Linked DNA regions of Anas platyrhynchos: region 1 is linked to region 2. The links are chromatin contacts, called in public Hi-C maps. All regions are on one chromosome and are shown on one strand. The core of a region is the stretch at or near the end of the contact, and the rest is flanking DNA. Distances in the headings are between cores, read along the strand shown. Region 1 overlaps DNAAF8 (dynein axonemal assembly factor 8). Region 2 overlaps DNAAF8 (dynein axonemal assembly factor 8).

The links. A called contact is a pair of places that touch in the nucleus more often than the background predicts.
Region 1: a Hi-C map of F1 follicle shows a contact between it and region 2, with 3 times the contacts expected there. The contact joins two enhancer-like sites. A contact is called at or near these places in 2 of 8 Hi-C or Micro-C datasets (F1 follicle and skeletal muscle).

Annotation. Positions count from the first base shown.
Region 1 is chr15:8,279,330-8,284,913 of IASCAAS_PekinDuck_T2T, forward strand. The region is part of intron 10 of DNAAF8 (dynein axonemal assembly factor 8); the gene reads right to left. Among named protein-coding and RNA genes, the nearest start is that of DNAAF8, 24 kb to the right of the region's middle. Within about 2 kb of position 3,387, at least 1 of the 8 cell types and tissues checked has an H3K27ac peak or open chromatin away from gene starts, as enhancers often do. A contact at or near this core is called in F1 follicle, where this site is marked.
Region 2 is chr15:8,215,141-8,221,149 of IASCAAS_PekinDuck_T2T, forward strand. DNAAF8 (dynein axonemal assembly factor 8) reads right to left here. Exons shown (of 33, transcript XM_072023718.1): 29 at 4,452-4,666; 30 at 2,771-2,856. Among named protein-coding and RNA genes, the nearest start is that of XPO6, 35 kb to the left of the region's middle. Within about 2 kb of position 4,526, at least 1 of the 8 cell types and tissues checked has an H3K27ac peak or open chromatin away from gene starts, as enhancers often do. A contact at or near this core is called in F1 follicle, where this site is marked.

The sequences.
Region 1 (5,584 bases), core at 2,137-4,636, 63 kb after region 2:
TTCTAGGTACTTTAGCAGCTCTAGCTAATTTCTCTAATGAAAATTCTATACTCTCATGCTGAAATAGCTCTAGCATTGCATGTTCATGCTTCGCTAGAGGCACAGCTCACAGTACAAAACACAAGCATGCTGATTATGTGGTGATACATCTATTTTCCATGCAGTCATGTTGCTAATGTAGGACAGTAGATAGTTGGGATACATTTAACATTTGTGCCCCTCTCTCCAAACCAAAGCAGATAACGCTTTCATGGCTTCTAAAAATTCTTGCATTAGATGAAGCCATATTGGAAATGTCAAGTGTTTGTTCATTTTCATTCTGTAGGGAAGGAAAAATGATGACAATGCCATCTGCTAGATTATCTGAAATTCCACATTAGATGGTGGAATAAACCGTGAAACTATTCAAAGAACTGCTTTATCATTGCAAAGTGGGAGAACAGATAAGAATGCGGAAAGTATCTGCATTTCCTGTACGCAACTGGCAGAACATACTGTAATTAGAAAGGCAACATTTCATAATAAAAAGGAGAGTATGATGGATGTTAATGGTCTGAATGGTCTTTCTGTTAATGCATTTTTGTACTAGATTCACTCTATATAGCACGAATGGCTTTCTGAATATCAAACGTGCTGAGGTTATGGACCTGAAAAATATAATGGTAGCAAGATATTATTGAATTTTTTTTTTTTTGATTTGAACTGAGCTTCAGATTGCTAAAATGGAAGAGGTACAATCCTCCAAAGCAGAAAACTCTCCCAGAGTAAGATTGCAGGAACTCAAAGACCTGAGAAACAGAATCATTATTTGTTATGATCTTGGTAGTTCTCCAGATAACCTCACACAATATGTAGCGCCCTAAGTTAAAAAAAATAAAGAAAAATTCTTTGCTGAAAATTCTTTTAATGTTCTGGACCATTATTCTTAATCTTTGGCATGAAGAATATAATTTCTTCTGATTCAGAAGGAGACACCTATCCATCCTTGGCATCATGGAGGTGCTAAAGCTAGCCAGCACCTCTGCTGGAGCACAAAGAAGGTAAGTGTCAGAGTGAAATGTCAGCTCACCACCAGCATTTACTGAGCATAGGAATGCAGTTCAGAGATGGCACAGAGGAAGAAACTGAGCTCTGCATGGCTCAAAAACCAAGGACAGGAAAATTCACTTTGTACACCTTTTCTTCTTGCTGCCACCCCAGCATCGTCAACCCCAAATGCAATCTAAAGTAGCTTTATATCCACCACAGCTCTGGCAGTCAGTCAGTGATAGGCAGGATCAGTTACATTTCTGGGTCAGGATGTGTCATTGTTCTACAACAATCTCTTTTCATCCCATCTCATCCTATATTCCCTATAAGGGATTTTTTACCTGCTTCACTAGAATTAACGGTTAGCACACCTGTGCTGCCAAAAAAATATATAACCCTTCTGGCAGGAGAGTCAAGGACACGGCCCAAAGAATATGTTAGAGAGACACTGTGTAATCATTCAGGATCACACAGAGAGAAAAGTATTTTTGGCCCAAAATTCAACGTACTTTTGTTGTTGTTGTTGTCTGCAGTGAACAAGACAAGTCCACAGCATTAAGCGTTTGGTCCTAAATAAGAATCTTGTACCTTAGGGTATGCTCTCTGTCTTAACCTGCTCAACTTTTGCCTGTGCTGCCAGTACTCCTAATGCAAGCACGCAGCACTGCCCTTGTCACGCTGTCTCTCGTATACGCCAGTGTGAGGTTTACCGGGATTTCTTGCTCTGTCCTGGGTTGGGAACATTATCACCGTCTGAGAATCTTACACAGCCAGGTAATGGTCTCTCTTGGACAACGTTTTTCTAGTCACTCTGAGATGACTAGATCAGAAGAGTATGAATGAAACAAGAACATCTATCAGGCAGCAGTGATGGGAAAAGCACAGTCAGAGCTGCTACGACTTCCTTGATAAAACTGCTCCCTGAAATACTTCATTAGCACAAAGAATGTTCTAATTAGTAGTTAAAGCCAGCTAGGAGTACGTGTCAAATACCAGCCTAGTTTTCAGATGACTGAGGACCAATTGGACCAATTCCAACATAATTCATGAGAACACAGAATGTTTGTGTGGTTATGAAGCATATTAACTAATCAAAAATGTTTTTAAATGGTTATTTTTCACCTAAATATATTCAAGAAAAAATGTGTAAACTGAGGCCATTTGGCAACAAGTCTGAATGCTGCTTAAAACATTCAAGTAACTGGCAAAAATAACATGCAAGAAGCAGCTGTTTTGCACACAATTTTTTCTTTATTAGCTAGAAGTGGGAAAATTTTCTGTCAAAGACTCAACTCCTCAGGTAAACAAAGAAATGCTCTGAAAATTGCACTAAAATTTAAATCAAGGTAGCATTGAATCCCATTTGATTTTGTTTGCTTTCTGAGACATAATCATTAAAAATGAGAAGTGCCTTCTCCATGATTGGTGTTTACATTACAGTAACACTTCGGCTTGGAGGGATTCACAGCCTCATTGTGCTGGTATTCTATGCACACATAACAAAAAGCTCCTGCTCTACTGAGTTTCTACTCCTGGTTGACAAGCAGCAGCTGAAATATGTAAAAGAAATTAAATTACTTACACATTTCATGTGAACACGGTACTGGGAATTAGGAACTTTTGCCTTAGTCTTGGCTCTGGAATGGATTATTTCTCTATGGAACTGCAAAGTGAGTAAAACATTTCCTTATCCTAGATCCCCGCTAACTGAATTAAATATCAAAAGCCTGTAAAATACTCCAAAGAGGAGCAGAGTAAAATTACCAAGAAAGATTAAGAAAACTTTTTTAAACATTACTGAAACAGCATCATGTCTAAAATCCAAGCACTAGTATCTCTATCTTCTATTGTTCTTCAGCTGATTTCAAACTGTCTCACAAATGAAATATGCTGTCATTTCCATACCTGCAGCAGGGAAGGAAATTATACACAGTCACTTCAAAAACCTGTGATAGAGCATGGAATCGGTCCTCAGCCATCTGAAAACTAGGCTGGTATTTCACAACTGTTCCCAGCTGGCTTTAAATACTGCTAAAAGGACACGAGTAGTTTGATACTCCAAGAAATTCATCATATGCTTATCAACTTAGGTAAAGCTGTGCTTTTTTTTTTTCTGTTTTAAAAAACCTATTTATCTTGTCATGTATTTCTCTGATAGTATATGGAAATCCTCCCCCCCCCCAAAAAAAAAAAAAAAAGTGGGGAGCTAACTATGCAGTCTCTTTTGAATCCTTCTACAGCTCCTACAGCTCCAGTACTTAAGTCCCTCCCAGTGTGATGTTGCCAAGTCCCTGATTAGGGCAATACACTAATGGACATAGGAAAAAGGCATGCTGGGAGGCAGTGTCATGCCCAAACTCAGAATGAGCTTAGCAACCCTGCAGAGCAAGCGTGATAACAGGTTCTGGTTTGGGCTATCCATACAACATATTGCAGCATTGCTGGTTTGCTGAAAGCTCAGCTGATTTATCCAGAAGTTTTACCAGAGCTTAAGTGGCCCGCTCTTCAACCTCTCGGCTGGCAGTTCATAAATGGATTGTGTCCAGCTTGTCATACAGGCTGTGTGATCTTGTGTCCAGCTGCAAAATACTATCCATACAACCCTTTGGACCTCTGAATTCTCTAGGCCGTAAATATGGGTCCTCTGTGATTTTGAGAACTCCTAAGTGCTTACAATCTCCAACAAATCTTGTGGGAACTCCACATGCTTGGCACATTGCTGGACAGAGCTTTATGTTTTTAAAATAAAGCTAACTGTAAGATTCTTCCACTTGGTAATTTCAGACAAAGCCTTGAATTCCTTTCAATAGCCCTGCCACTAAGAATGTTTGTATAATTATTTCTGTAATAAAGTGTTTACAAGCTGTAACAAAGCTTATCCCCCTACGTGTCAAGGTTCAAGGCTGTGGTCCAACCAAAGTCATGATGCTAAGCAAGCAGGCATGAGGAAAAACTAGGAATACAGTTTAAACTGTAAAGCTTCTTTAACAATAGCATTGCAGCTGTGTCAGACATGCCTGAACAGCGCCTTGGAAGAGCAGAAGGCCACATTCAACCTCCTTTCATCTACAAATAGCCTCACAGGTCTCAACCATGAGGTAAGGCCAGGAAATGGGAACTCCCATTTGGGAGTTCCAAGAAAGATGCTCATGGCAGAAAGTATTTCTTTACATAAGTAAATTTGACTGGCACTTGTTCATATGCATTACAACCTTATTGTAGCTGGTCCTTCTGCCAGCTAACACAGGACCTATCAAAGAGCAAGGCCTGAAGAGACACAAGGTGCAAAAAAGGCTCTCTGCCCTCCTGCCCTCTTCTAAATGAGAAATAAATATTAGCCCATGGACATCTTACTCTATTGTCTTCTCTTCAAGTTTAATCTGAACCATTCTTCTAATGTGAACAGAGGAGTGGTTAGGACCTCTACTGGCAGCAAGTTCACACATGTAATTCTGGAAACTCTATACCTTTTACTTATATTACCCTTTCCCTTAAGGAGCAACAATGAATGCTCCCATCTGTCAAGATCATGCAGAAGTATATTCAAAAATAAAATAAACTCATTTTAATTTCCTCCAAGATGTGTCAGAGAATATAAAGGACTAAATAATTCACATTTCCCTATGGCCATCTCAAACTCCCATCAGAAAAACAGCACAAAACAATCTCATCTTTGAAAAGACTTAACTGTCCCATTCTTCCATAGCTGGTAAGTACAGTGGACAAAGGTGGAAGCCCCTGCTAAACAACCAGACCGGGTCTCTGTGTGGACATTGAAATGCAAAGAAGTTCTCTACAGCATTTTGTTAGTCCTGCTGTGTTCAGTACAGAATGAGTGTCTCCTGGTTCTGTGCAGAGGTGCAGCAATGTGGCTGAGAAACCTGCTGAAGCAGACAACAGGTTATTAAAGCAGGATTAGTGTATGTCATGTTTAACTGCTCTTGCTGCATGCACAGAACTACTGGGAGAATTATCAGGATGTAAAGTTCCCGACTTGCATTTATCTGTGCCCAAAGCGTGCCAAAGCACACACTTCCAGTAACATTTATTACCCTGAGAACACAAAGAGCAAGCAAGCAGAATGCCTGTAGAAAGGAAGTTGTTTGTGACAAAGACTTTTAAGGCTTAGATTCTCTGCTTTGCCTGCTAAGGCAAATCCTCAGGATGCATCTGCGACATCCAGGGCCGTGGCAGAGGCAGTAGCAGCCTTAGTTCCTCTAGCTTGTTAACCACAACCAAGGGGACCATAAATCAGTTGAACTCAACCTAAGCACAAAGGACTCTGCCAACAAATCCTCCCATTTTCCTACTCTGGTACCATGTGGGAAGATGAAGAGGAGGCCAGAAATACAGGCCCTGTGCCAGCTAACAGTTGCCTTTGATAGAAAAACATTTTCTTGGGAACTTCCATGCTATTCTGAATCCTGTGTGCTGGACTGGTGGTACAAACAGGAACCTTGGCCTTCTGTTTCTGCAAGCTAAATTTAACTACATCATCTCTAATTGCTTTAGTTTATTTTTAAGCCTTTCTTGAGTCGAGGCAGCAGGTTCATTA
Region 2 (6,009 bases), core at 3,276-5,775:
ATATATATTGGAGATCTGGGCAACTGGATGCTAACAGAACAAGAAAGATGTCTCACATTATTTTTCTTTGTGTGTGTGTCACTTCCTTCTCTTGATTCTCCCCCATCCCAGTCCCCACTACTCCTGGGCTGTGCTTCAGCTTCCCCTCACCTCTTCCAAATGCTTACTTCACTCTGCCCTGTGAATTACCCTTGGCACCCTCCCAGATTCCTACTTTGGCTCTGTTCTTTGCAGCCAGCCAATCTCACGGGCTGCTTTTGTGCCCCCACCTGCATACATTTTGTCCCCTTCTCTGTTCTTCCTGCCCTTTGGATCTGAAATAATCCATTTATAGACATCCAGAGAACAGAGTGCACAGGGTGGGCACTGCAGCTGAACACTAACCACTGCACAGTTATAAGGATCTGTGTTTGTCTTTAAGGCAGCTGCTCTGCACAGCACATCCTCCAGTGACTGAATGTCTCCTTGATGTGCCACAGATAGAGCCGGCTTAGGAAAGTTTTAATATGCTCTGAACTGAGAGCAGTTACACTGGCAGAGCCTGCATTGTTCCTCCCAATACCTGACTCCTCCTTCTTATCACAGCCCATCTCTGACATCATGTCCAGGCTTTCATACAGATGGCAATGTTTTCCCTGTGGCACAGAGCCTAAGTGATGTGGCTCAGCTGTGAATCAGCTCCCAGGGCCACAAAACAATCTCTTACACCCTGGTGCTTCAGCAGTGCAGCTGAAATGCAGGCCAGAGCCCGTGTAGGTAGTGGAATCCCGGCCTGCTGCAGTAAGGGTGAGATAAATACACAGCGATCTGTTCGGTGCAAGAGCGGTCACATGGCTCCTGCTGATGGAGCCATAAGTGTAATTAACCTCAGATGTTATTTTGAAATGTTTATAAACTAGGCAATGAAGATGCCTTAGCATGAAGTGTCCTTATGAGACACTAGCTCAGACTGGCTGTGTTTTCAAAGATACTTGCAAAGTTGATTTTAAACAGTATGATAGCTTATGGTGGAGGAAGCTTACCTGTTGGCTGAAGCTGATCTACCCAAGGATCAATGCCTCTCCACCTCCCCATCCTCAGGCAACACTTTGCTGCCCCTCCCTTCCACATGCATCATTGATCAGGAAGAAAAGTATTATTCTTGTAGAGCAAGTTTTAAGTGGCTGTAGGATCACCAGTTCTGGCACAGGGGCTAAAGGCAGAGCAGATCCTGCCATTTGGGAGTGCCACTGTGATTTACGCACATGTGTTTTGCAGTTTGGCAAGGAAGTTTATGTACTGTACAGGCAGCCATACAGGACGAGGGACACAGCTGAGACTGGCCATGTTCACATCTATTCCTCCCCACTTCCCTCTCAGCCCCTGGGCTCACTGTGAATGGCAGTGAGAAGCCACTGTGATGTCTGATCTGTGGGGGCTGCCTCCAGACTGGCAATCTTAAAACACATCAAGTTAAACCTTTAGAAGGGGGGAGCACTGTGTTACAGATCGTGTTATGCAGTGCCCAGACTCTGAAAGTCTGGGAAAAAAAAATAGGGGGAGATACTGTATTGGCTCCCAGCCCTGCTGACGGCCACTCTCCCAGAACTCCCTTCAGCAGTGATCTTTGGGGCTCCTGATAGCTCACTTTTTCCTATAAAGTAGGAAAAGGGTAGAAGGAAACTCACTTGAAAGATCAGTTGCTGTTTGTTTTCTCTTAGTGCTGTACCTTGTTGGCTGGAAGATTTATGATGTGGCTCCCTAGGGTGGGATTTTAAACCAATAGAATCAATATCCAAATTTTGTCATTAGCTTAAAAGCATATTTGAAAATATGCTACAAAATTTGTTCCACCTGCCCTTCCCAAGTGCAGCCTTGCAGCTGAGCACCACAAAATTAGATCAAAGTATGAGAACTCTGAGATGTCTACCAATTCAAATGTTCTGATTTGATCACCTCGATGCCTGTAAACTCCAGCATCCTTGAATTCTTCTTCCTGCCCATTGACAGTGTCTGGAAATCCTCCTGATGGAACAGCCAAAGTCATGGCAGCCTTAGTGGCGCAGCTGCTGGACTGCTCTAGACTGACTGTGTCAGAAAACAGATTCTCTTGGCTTTCTTTCCCAGAGGAAACCATGCGCATGAACTACACATCACATTGCCAAATACCACCCCCTGTGCAAGGAAACTTTCCCTCTGGGAGACAGTGGGTTAATTGGCCTGATAATCATTCTATTTCACTAATCAGTCCCTGTAGAGGGGTTCTGTTTGTTTTATCAGGCCTGTAAATCCTCTACCCAGCATTTGTGGTGATTTATTTAAGAGGTTGATTTTTGATTTTGCTCTCTGGTATTTATTTTAAGCATTTTTTTTTCATAACAAACACAGAATCTGCTAAGATATTTCTCCTAGGAATTTTATTGATTCAGCAGGTCTATTCCCAATGTGAGCCCTTATTTTAGAGAACTCCCTGTATTTGTGGAACGATCTTGCCAAGCCTTACAGACACTCCAAGTCCTTAACAAACAACACAACTTAGTACTTAATATCCTGAGCATGGGGCACGCAGACTTGAGACTAAGGAATGCTCTGAGATATCAATAGATTAAAAACAACACAGCTTAGGATGAACACATTGCCTTTGAGTGGTACCTAACATCATGTGAGTCTAAACCACAAGAGAACTACAGAAACGAAGATCAGCTGTCCTTGTTCAGATTACACACTATATGGTAGAGAGTTGAGACAGTGGTGAAAAAGTGCTGTTAAGTTGATATTGTTCCTCACTTACCTGTCCAGCAGGGAGTCGAAGCAAATGACCGCATTGTCTCGCTCTGCTGCTAACACCAGACACAAACCGTCCATTAAAAGGGAACACTATGGGAAGGAAGAACAGAGCTTTGGGTTGCTATCCACTTAAATAAGTCTGTAAGCCTCACTGATGAGCTGCTGACAGCACAGATAACTGGTTGTGTGCTGTGTGAGGACAGGAAAGACAGAGACAGATTCTTTCAAACTGAAAGATTATTGCGTCTGAACCGTTAGTTAACCCATTCCTATGGCTTGCTATTATTCCTGTTCCCATCCCTTAGAGTGAAAATAAGCAGGTTGCTTAGAGGTGTTAGTCCGTCACTAAGTCTGCTGGAAGCAGGAATATGGAGATAACTGTAAATGTTTGAGATACTGTAGCAGAAACACTCATTACTTGAAGGAGCCCATCTTCCTTCTGGCAAGGGAACACAAATGCTGTAATGTTCACCTTTGGCTCAGCAGTGCCAGACCCTCCTGGAGACATGCCAGCTCTGCCCAGAGTAATTCATCTCTGACAGGAGGAAGCGTTTCCATCGCCAGGAGAGCAGTGCCACTGCTGTGGCTCTCCTTCCCACACGCTGATTCGCTTTGTCCTTCCTAAAGAGGTCTGCACATTCCTGTGCGCAGAGGGATGGCATCCTCAGGGGAACCACAGGAGAAGAAAGTAGTGCTTAGACTAATTGGATGCTAGATGTAATTGCTATTCTGTACAGCTGTACTTCAAAGGGATGCTGTCAGTTTAAAAAATCACAACCTAAAAAGATCTTACCTGCTTTTATTACAGGTAACACCTAAGACTCTCATAAGAACTGAAGGGATAGGAACACAAATGTTTGTATTTTTTTCATAGGAACCACTGTGTGCCTCTAACAGCCCTTTGTTGATCACTACTTCCAGTATAAGTAGTTTTCCTTGTTGTTTACTCTCTGTTCCTAACAGCACTTTCTTGTGCATTCCACCTTACTGCTTTGCTCTAGCAAGGTTCCTGAAATGCTGGGCTTATCCTACATCAAGTACAAAGAGAAAAACAGTTCAGGCACAATGCTGCACTGATGTCAAGTGATGTATTGGCTCACCCCAGAAGCATATCTTGTGCTTACACCCCGTGAGCACTTGCTTAAACTCAATGCTGGACTGCGGCTTGAGTTGTCATCACCAGCAGAATGAGACACAAAATTAAATCTCTGCCCAGAACTCCAGGGCACCATCCAAAAAGTGGAAGGGTTATTTAACATCGTAGAAGAGGATTAATGGGGTGCGATTACAGGAAGGGAAATAGAAAATGCTGTATTCTGTCTTGTTCTTCCAGATAAATACAGCAGAACATACATAATAGCAGCAACTGCTCACTGATAGGTGAATGGAATAAAATGTCTAGTGGGGATGAACCATTCACAGTAAGGATATGTTTGAACATAACAATGTCAAGTTTAGGTGTCAGTGAGCTAATGGAGATAGAGGAACACAAGGTAGGGACGAGCTAGCAAGGCACGCTGCCCAAATTACTTACCAGCATATTAGAGACCAGATTGCAGTGCTCTGCTAATGCTGCTACCAAAACTAGGCTGCCCAGAGCTAGCCCGGACATCTTAGCACAGCACTGCATCAAATGACTCTTCTTCCACAGGGAAAGAAGCAAAACAACTCCAGCTGTTTCATACCTTTGCTGCAACACTGCACTTTGCCCTGCTTAGTATCTCAGAGATGCAATGAGCTTGTGGTGCGTCCAGGACAGTGAGGCGTACTCCAGTCATTGTGAAATCTTTGCCAATAAGCTGATCAAGCAGTTCAACATAAGGTGGGTCTGACCCCCGAAGGATGATCCCAGGCAAGACGAGGCAAGTGGTTTGGCAGAGGTTATCAGACAATGGCCGATCTGATGGGAAAAGATCAAAACACAACAGATGCTTGCTTTATATGTACCCCCGCCAACTGCTAGCCCTCTAAGTAATTCTTCCCTGCCACATACAAGTAACTGGAAGATCAGAGGCACTCAGGCATTGTTATATCATTTGGGATGTTCCCAGATGTGATTGCTCATCCCAAACTGTCAAACTGCTGTATGCCTACGTGTACGTTTCTGGAGATCACAAGACAGCAGTTGTGACCCCATTTCAGGAGTCAGACAAGGACAGCTGCTGGTTTGCTACAGCAGACACTATTCCATTTAATTTCTTCCAAGCAAAGAAATCTGTTAATCCAGCTGCTTTTATAATCCAAAATGTAATTCTCAGCAACATACATAAGATTTAATGTATTTCATATTTTCCCCATGATAAATCCGTCTGTCCATTAGGCAGAGCTTTGTGGTAATTGCAGAAAGGAGGTTTCTTTGTGTGCAAGAGCTACCTCTAGCGTTTAAGATGAAACCGTGAAGTGAATGATGTGTCTGGTTTGCTGGCGGCGCTTACTATATCGTGCCTGACAGTTCAGAGATCACGTGTACTTGCTTTTCCAGGACAGTAGCTCTTTGAAAAACATTTTCTGAGACGCAGACACATCAGGGCTGTACATTAATTTTCTTTTCACTCTGCTTAAACATCTTCAAAGCAAAGAGATTTCCTTATGAAGCAGGAAATTGGGGGCACATATTTTGAGATTTGCTCCCAAGACTGAGCCATACAAAACTTGCAGAATACCCATGCTCTCTCCACAACTAGCTCGCTGTTGTTATTATTGTTAACTTGCAAGCTAGGCTAAAATCAAGAAGTACTTCAGTCACAACAAAACTGCGCTTCAGGCCTGGGCCTTTTCCAGGGTGCAGTTAAGCTGTTGGGGGAAATGCTCTGCTTGTCAGCAATAGCAGCATGGAATAGTTTGGATGGGGAACACCTGCAAGTCTCCTCTCACTGTAGCTTTGCCCTCTGAACAGAGCTTGAGCCAACACATCCCAAAGGAAACACAACAATGTGGTGACATCTCCGCAGCCATCCAGATAAGGTCAGGCAGCTACATGCAGAACAGCCTGGTCACCCCCCCCCCCCAGAAGCTGCTGTTAAATACGCACAGTTGCCAATCTCTTATTTCAGGGCTCATATAACGGCTTGGAAATGTCAGTAATGTTGTGAGACAGGCCTCACCCCTCATCCCAGCTAACATTTAAATCTAAAATGTTTACGTAGCCAATTTCTGATGTATTAGCGTGCAACATGAAAAAAAAAAAAAAGAAGAAAAAAAGGAGCTTGCCTGAGGAGAGCCTTACACATGTGATTTTTGTCA